2 separate regions of the Rattus norvegicus genome follow, and region 1 is linked to region 2. A link is a contact called in public Hi-C data. All regions are on one chromosome and are shown on one strand. Each heading gives the region's core, a stretch centred on a gene start, on an enhancer-like site or on the middle of the called end of the contact. The rest is flanking DNA. Distances are from core to core; before and after follow the strand shown. Region 1 holds the start of Paxip1 (PAX interacting protein 1). Region 2 holds the start of Insig1 (insulin induced gene 1).

Region 1 (3,078 bases), core at 430-2,929, 200 kb after region 2:
CACCTGCGTGCCTGGTGATCTTGGTTGCCAGAAGAGGGCCTCAGAACTCCTGGAAGTGGAGGTACAGACAGTTGGAAGCTCTCATGAATTCATGGACATACATCATTCATATATAGAGCACACGTGTGTACACACACTACTGACTTCCAAAGAGTCATTGGAAAATACTGTCTCAATACTCTGCTTTCTCATGGTAGAAGGGATTGAATGTTTCCAGTACTACCTTTATTTTGTTTCTAGTTTCATGTTCACTTTTTGCCTGTATGTCTGTGCACCCAGTGCTTGTAGTATTCTCAGAGACCAGAGGGATATTGGAGCTCCTGGAACTGAAGTTACATGTGGCTGTGAGTCCGCTGTTCAAATCTGGGTCCTCTGCTAGAGCAACAAGTGATCCTAACTGCCAAGCCATTTTTTTTTTTTAAACTGAACTCAAATTTATCAAACTTTTTGAGAGAGAAAAATCACTATTTACTCAAATAGTATGAGCTTAAGCAAAGTGCTTATTTTCTGATGGCTGTAAAACAAAGTGGCTCTGCTCTGGGTTCGTTTGAGATTATAAGAACATCAACACTTAATCTGCATGAAGGTCACAGAAAACACAAAGCCTGATTAAAGAGCAGTGTCAAGAGTGCAGGACTTGTCATTCTGCGAGGGCACCACGGCAGTTTCAGCTGTCATTGTCATTCCTGTAACTTTATACATCCATACTTATTACAGTTATCTGTGAAGACAATTTCTTATGAATTTTGCTGTTTACCTTTAAGAACTATGTTGACGGAGGCTTGGAGCGCTCAGGAGTTCAGAACACTTAGTTCTCTTGCAGCATCTCCAAAAGTTTGGTGCCCAACACCCACGTGCTGTGTCACTTCAGTTCCAGAGGATCCTGAAGCCATCTTCTGACCGCTGTGGGCACCAGATACTCACCGGGTACAGATACATACATGTAGGGGGAAATCCAATACACGTAAAGATTCTACATTTATTTAGAGTGTGTGTGTAAGTGTGTACGTGTGTGAGTGGAAAGGTCAGAAAACAACTTGCTGGAGCCGGTTTATGCTTGTCACCACGTGTGTTCTAGGGATCGAACTCAGATTGGTGGTAGGTGTCTGCCTGCTAAGCCAAGTCGCCGGCTCCTACTTTGCTCTTAAGCTGCATCACCGAAGATCAGTTCCCCGCCGACTGCCGCAGTAGGTGTGAAAGGGGCGGATGAAGGAAACTGACCATTAGCCAGGGTCTGCCTGACTCTAGGCTGGACCGTGGACAGCACAACAGCCGTAGCAGCGACAGCTGAATTCAGAACGCTCGATTGTGCGGGTTGCCTTCCGCACCGAGGCTCCGCCCCTTCGAGCATGCGCTGCCAGGTGGCCGCGCGGGGTGACGGGAGTCCCGCCCAGGCCCCGCCCTCTGGCTGGTCCACCGCGGCTGTGCGGGGGATTTAGTGTCTCTGTGACTTCTCTTCTCGGTCGCGGAAACTCGGCGGGGGCAAGGCTGCCAGATGCTGTGTGAACTGTTTTAGAAAATCAGCTCTGATGCTAGACGCGATGGTGGAAGGAGCGCTGTGCGGCGCTCAAGGTGGAATAGTCCCACATGCTCCCCTGCCGGTCCGGTCCGGTGGTACGTGCCTCAGGGCGCGCGCGGCTCCCGCGCTCCGGGCCTCGGACGGGCGGGGGCGCGGGTCGGAGTGCGGCTGCGGCTGCGGGCCGGGCTGTGCGGCCGGGCAGTTGGCATAGCTGCGACGCTGGGCGCGGCGGGCCGGGTGACGCGGGGCCGGGCGCCGCCGCGCCGCCGCGATCATGTCGGAGCCGGCGCCCGAAGTTCCGGAGGAGCTGTTCCGCGAGGTCAAGTACTACGCGGTGGGAGACATCGACCCGCAGGTACCGCCCGCGCGGGGCCCCTCCGCCGGGCCGTCCCCCTCCCCGCTTCGTCGCGCGCGCGCCCTGCAGGACCCCAGGCCGGAGCCGCGGGGCACGCCGGGCCGCGCAGGGCCGCGCAGGGCCGCGGGAAGGGTCTCGCGAGCACCGACCCAGCGCGTTCGCCGGCCGAGCATCTTGCGGGGCCCTGCTGAGCGTGTCCCTTGCCTAGGGGCCTGCCCTCCCGGTCCCTGATTTTTCCCTAAGGGTGGACTGTACGGTAGGTATGGAAGGTACCCTGCTTACACGGTCACAGTAATAAGTGCGTGTGACCGTGAATCTGGATCCATCCACAGGACAGTGGATATCTTCAGGACTGTGGTATCTTCAGGACAGTATCCCAAACATTTCTTTTCCTAAACTATGCTTGCAGTTGTGTCGCCTTCGGTGTCTCATAATGTAAGCTAAACGGGTCCTAAGGAAGGAATTGTCCAAGAGTCACTGAGCATGGCCTTCCAGAGACTCATACTTGTATCCTAGTAACCGAGGTCCGTTGGGTCTTCCGTCGCGTGCTTATAGCAGACTTTTTCTAGTACTGATCACCCCATTACCACCACCACCTTTCTTCTTCTTACCCTTTCTTGTACTTCATTTTAGGATTTGGGCTCTTAGAAGGGTCCTGGACTAAGTGTCACTTGAAACCAAGTACACACTGAACTGAGCTGTTTGCCCAATTATATGTGAAATCTGAGTGCTTTAAAAAGAATCCCCCTTGTAAAGCTTTCTATTCTGAAATAGTGTGTATTTCAGAAAGGTTTAGAGCCAGGGCACCTATTCTTTGAGTTTTGTAATACAAATTGAGGAAGCTCACAGGTGGTGAGCACCCCAGTACAGACTGGGCATCGGGCCTGGTAAACGGAGTGCTGCAGAGGAGTGCACTTGAATGCTGAGTCCTACAAATAGAACAGGTGGAGGTGCTGGAGGTGTTGAGTCTTAAATAAGCGGATATTGAATACAAGAAGTTGTTTGTGTGGACTGTGTGTTCTAGGCGTTAAAGGCATATGTATACTTGGCATGTGTCCTGATGGTCACTGCGCATAGTTACAAGGTGGTTCCTGTGAGGTGGAATTAGTAATGTCCAGTTTGGGAAGGTTTGGGTGTCCTTGCTGTGTGAGACCTGAGTTTTCACAGTTTGATGGCCACTCCAGGGAGCTGGAGCGTGAATGTG
Region 2 (3,188 bases), core at 75-2,574:
TAACATGTAGGGGCTACCCCCATTCCAAAACAGCAGCCTTGGGAATCAACAGCAAGTGTCCTGCTCCTTACACTTAACCCATGACTCAGCTACAGCACAGCACCAAGCCCAGCGTATAAAGCATCGGCAGACAGTCAATAAAAGCTGGCTTCAAAGCAGAGCGGCAGCGCTCCTGCTGTCCTGTGGCTACAGGTACAGGTGTGTCTCACCAGACTGGAGGAAGGTCCACCAGAGAGCATATACTGCCCACCTCCACAGGACAAAAACAAGCGGGGCTGAGGGGGGTGACAAATGTTTGTCACTGCTGTACACTGTAAGGTATGCAGGGATCTGTTGGGCTGTAATTACTCAACATTTTTGGCAAAACCAGCAAAATAATTAAGGAAAGAAAAAAGATGTCTGAGGCACTGTCACAAGTTTCATTAGGCCTGAGAAGTGACACCATAGGTGTCTTTAGGCCCAAAGGCTCCTCTCTTCCTCCTGTCCCAAGTCTACTGGGCCACAGAGTTCCAAAGGGTTTTTGGCTGCCAGCCACAAAGCACTATCTGCAGAAGGCAGGCCGGAGAAGTCTGTCCCCTGGCAACTGCCTCTTGAGCGCACGTGATGGTTTGTTTTCAGTTATCCAGCGAGGTAGCACGTTTGCTCAGGCAGCCAATGGCCGCGTGGTGCTGCCCTCACCAGTTCTCCAGACGGCCAATCCTGGCTTCTGGCTCAGCAAGACATCTGCGACTCCTCCACTTAAACTGCCAATTATCTCCTGACCTCATCTCCATCACTAGTCCCTCCAACTTCCGCCTGTCGCTCGCCAGCGTCTGGGGTTCCCTACCTTCTCCGTCCTCCCTTTTTTGTACCGAGGGTGACTTAACAGCTGACGTGTCCCTTCACTGCCCCCTCTCCAAGAACAAGGAAGGACACTCACCGGCTGCCGTGCCACAGCACGGGGGCACCCACCAGGCGGAGGAGAAGATGGTGGCTATCACCTCGTCCGGGAAGAGCGTGACATTCCGCTGGATCTGCAGCAGGTTGAGCACCAGAGCCAGGACCACGCCAAATGAGAAGAGCACGAGGCTCCGCTGCACCAGGTCGTGGTGCCAGCTGCCGGGTCGTGCGCTGAAGCCTGCGGTTCCCTCTCGCTGGCCCCGGGGCGCGGGCTCGGGCTCGGGGGCTCCGGGGCCCTGCGGACAGAGGGCCGCCGCAATCATGCCTCGCGGGAGGCTGTACGGCCTCGCAGCGCCCGCGCTTGGGTAGCTCCAGACGTGATCGTGCAGCCTGGGCATCGGCGGCTAGGCACACCGTGAGAGGTGCACGCCACCAAAGCACGCGTAGCGCGCCCGGACGGCCCAGGAGCGGCCGCGGCCCCGCGCGGGTTCCGCTTATAAGGTGGGTTGTCGCCGGTGCCACGTGATCTCACCCAGCCTATCCGCCTCCCGCGCGCCCTGCTGAGGGCGTATCTTCCAACGGCCCCGCCTTGTCCGCGCGCCAGTCCGCTCGTGGTCTGGTGAGGCCGCGGGAGCCAATGGGAGGAGGGCGGCCCATATGACGTATGCACACGCCACCGGGGGGTGGGGCTGTGCCCGGCACGCGCTGAAGCGCGCGCTATACGGGGAGGCACCGGGGCGGGCACCAGGACGGGTGGCTCGCGAGTCAGATGGTACGACGCTGCCCTACCCAGCCCTGCCCTGCAATGCGCTGCCGGACCTCGGTTTCTGAGATAAAGCGGTCCGCGCAGATCCTTTCCTTCATGGTCCTGGCGCACACTGAGAGCGTAAACCCTCCTGAGTGCTCAAAAGACGTGGGATCCCTTGGACTGGTGGCTAGTGGCAGGTGGTCTGCAAGTTCACAGTTCAGTCCAGGGCTCCCCCTAGCCAAGACCTTATGGGCTAAAGCCACAGGCCTGAAAAGGCACCGTGTGTGTGACCTTAGGTAAGGAGTGTGGCTCTGTGCCAAAAGTGTAAAATAAAGTCACCCTCCTAAGCAGGCTGTACTCAGAGTTCATGGGGGCTGTCACTTTCCCAGCGTGACACGGTTGTGGGGACCCGGCTGTCTTTCCCTCACAATCTGTCCACTCCTCTCTTAGCCATGTTGGTGGTTCTATGCATTGTTTGGAAGGGCTTGCAGTTTTGGCTTCAAGGAAATGTTGTGATTTGGGTCTTGGCCATTTTCCACACTCTGGCCAGTTCAGGCATGTGAAGTTGCATGGACACACACACACACACACACACACACACACACACACACACACGGGTGGTGGGCATCAGTACTGTATGCTGTATTCCAGCGACACAGGAGCCTTTTTGACACTAAGAAGCAGGAGGGGCTGCCCAGTTCCAGCTGACAGGAAGTTGTTAGAGGCCCGTGAGTCGGGTGTGGGGTGTAGCAGGTGCTGTCGCTACCACCCCTCATCAGCTGCAAGTACTCTAGCCAGATGTTGAGAAAGCGACACCTGTGTAAATACACGCAACTTTGCCCCTAAGGAACAGACACATCACTCACAGGAAACTTGGCCCTAAGGAACAGACATGCCAGTCACTTGTAGGAAGCTGGCATGATGGGACAGGCTGTAGCTCCGACCCTACACCCACGCCCCAACGCCATGCATCTTGTTTGTGAGTACTGAGATGTAATCCGGTCCATTTTTCAAAAGCCGTTTTGCTTGTCTTTACAGACCCTCCCACGTTTTTTCCCCCTGTTATAGTTCTTGCTGGCAGGCTTAGAGGTTCTAATAATACTTTATGTATTCTGTGTTTGCTTGCCTCTGACAATTGCTCTGTTACCAACTTGGTCGTTTCTTCTGTTTACCCAAGCCAGTATTAATGCAGTCTAACCTCTGCTGCTGCTTGGCCATCTCATCTGCACTGGAACAAAGCAAGCTGTGGTCCTAAGCCATGGTGGCTGTTGTGGTACACAGACCAACGTGCTCTGCTGACCATAAAGGATATACCCTGTGGTCCGTTTCTCTGGGGTCCTATGGGGCCTGCTGTGGGCTCATGAGCAGTTTACCCTCACATCCAGTGAATGAAGTTACATAGGGTGACAGTAGAGAGGAGATGGGACTAAGGCTCTTGGAGATGCATCCTGCCTATCAAGGGTGTCCTCAGTTGTTCCAGGGCCTGCTAGTTTTCCTATGCATACTGGAAATGGAAGATCAGGGGTCCCCATCCCTGGGCCTGAGGATGAGTGGGGTTGCT

Evidence for each region. Hi-C and Micro-C count contacts between places; a contact is called where the count stands out from the background.
Region 1: a Hi-C map of prefrontal cortex shows a contact between it and region 2, with 2.2 times the contacts expected there. The contact joins the promoter of Paxip1 here to the promoter of Insig1 in region 2. A contact is called at or near these places in 2 of 12 Hi-C or Micro-C datasets (frontal cortex and prefrontal cortex) and 1 of 1 datasets of contacts at active chromatin or transcription factors (oligodendrocytes).

What each region holds. Positions count from the first base shown.
Region 1 is chr4:8,257,287-8,260,364 of GRCr8, forward strand. It overlaps Paxip1 (PAX interacting protein 1), which reads left to right and starts at 1,680. Exons shown (of 21, transcript NM_001107844.2): 1 at 1,680-1,874. The coding sequence starts at 1,794.
Region 2 is chr4:8,056,445-8,059,632 of GRCr8, forward strand. It overlaps Insig1 (insulin induced gene 1), which reads right to left and starts at 1,325. Exons shown (of 5, transcript NM_022392.2): 1 at 920-1,325. The coding sequence starts at 1,277. It overlaps LOC102546740 (a long non-coding RNA gene), which reads left to right and starts at 1,246. Exons shown (of 4, transcript XR_010066047.1): 1 at 1,246-1,380.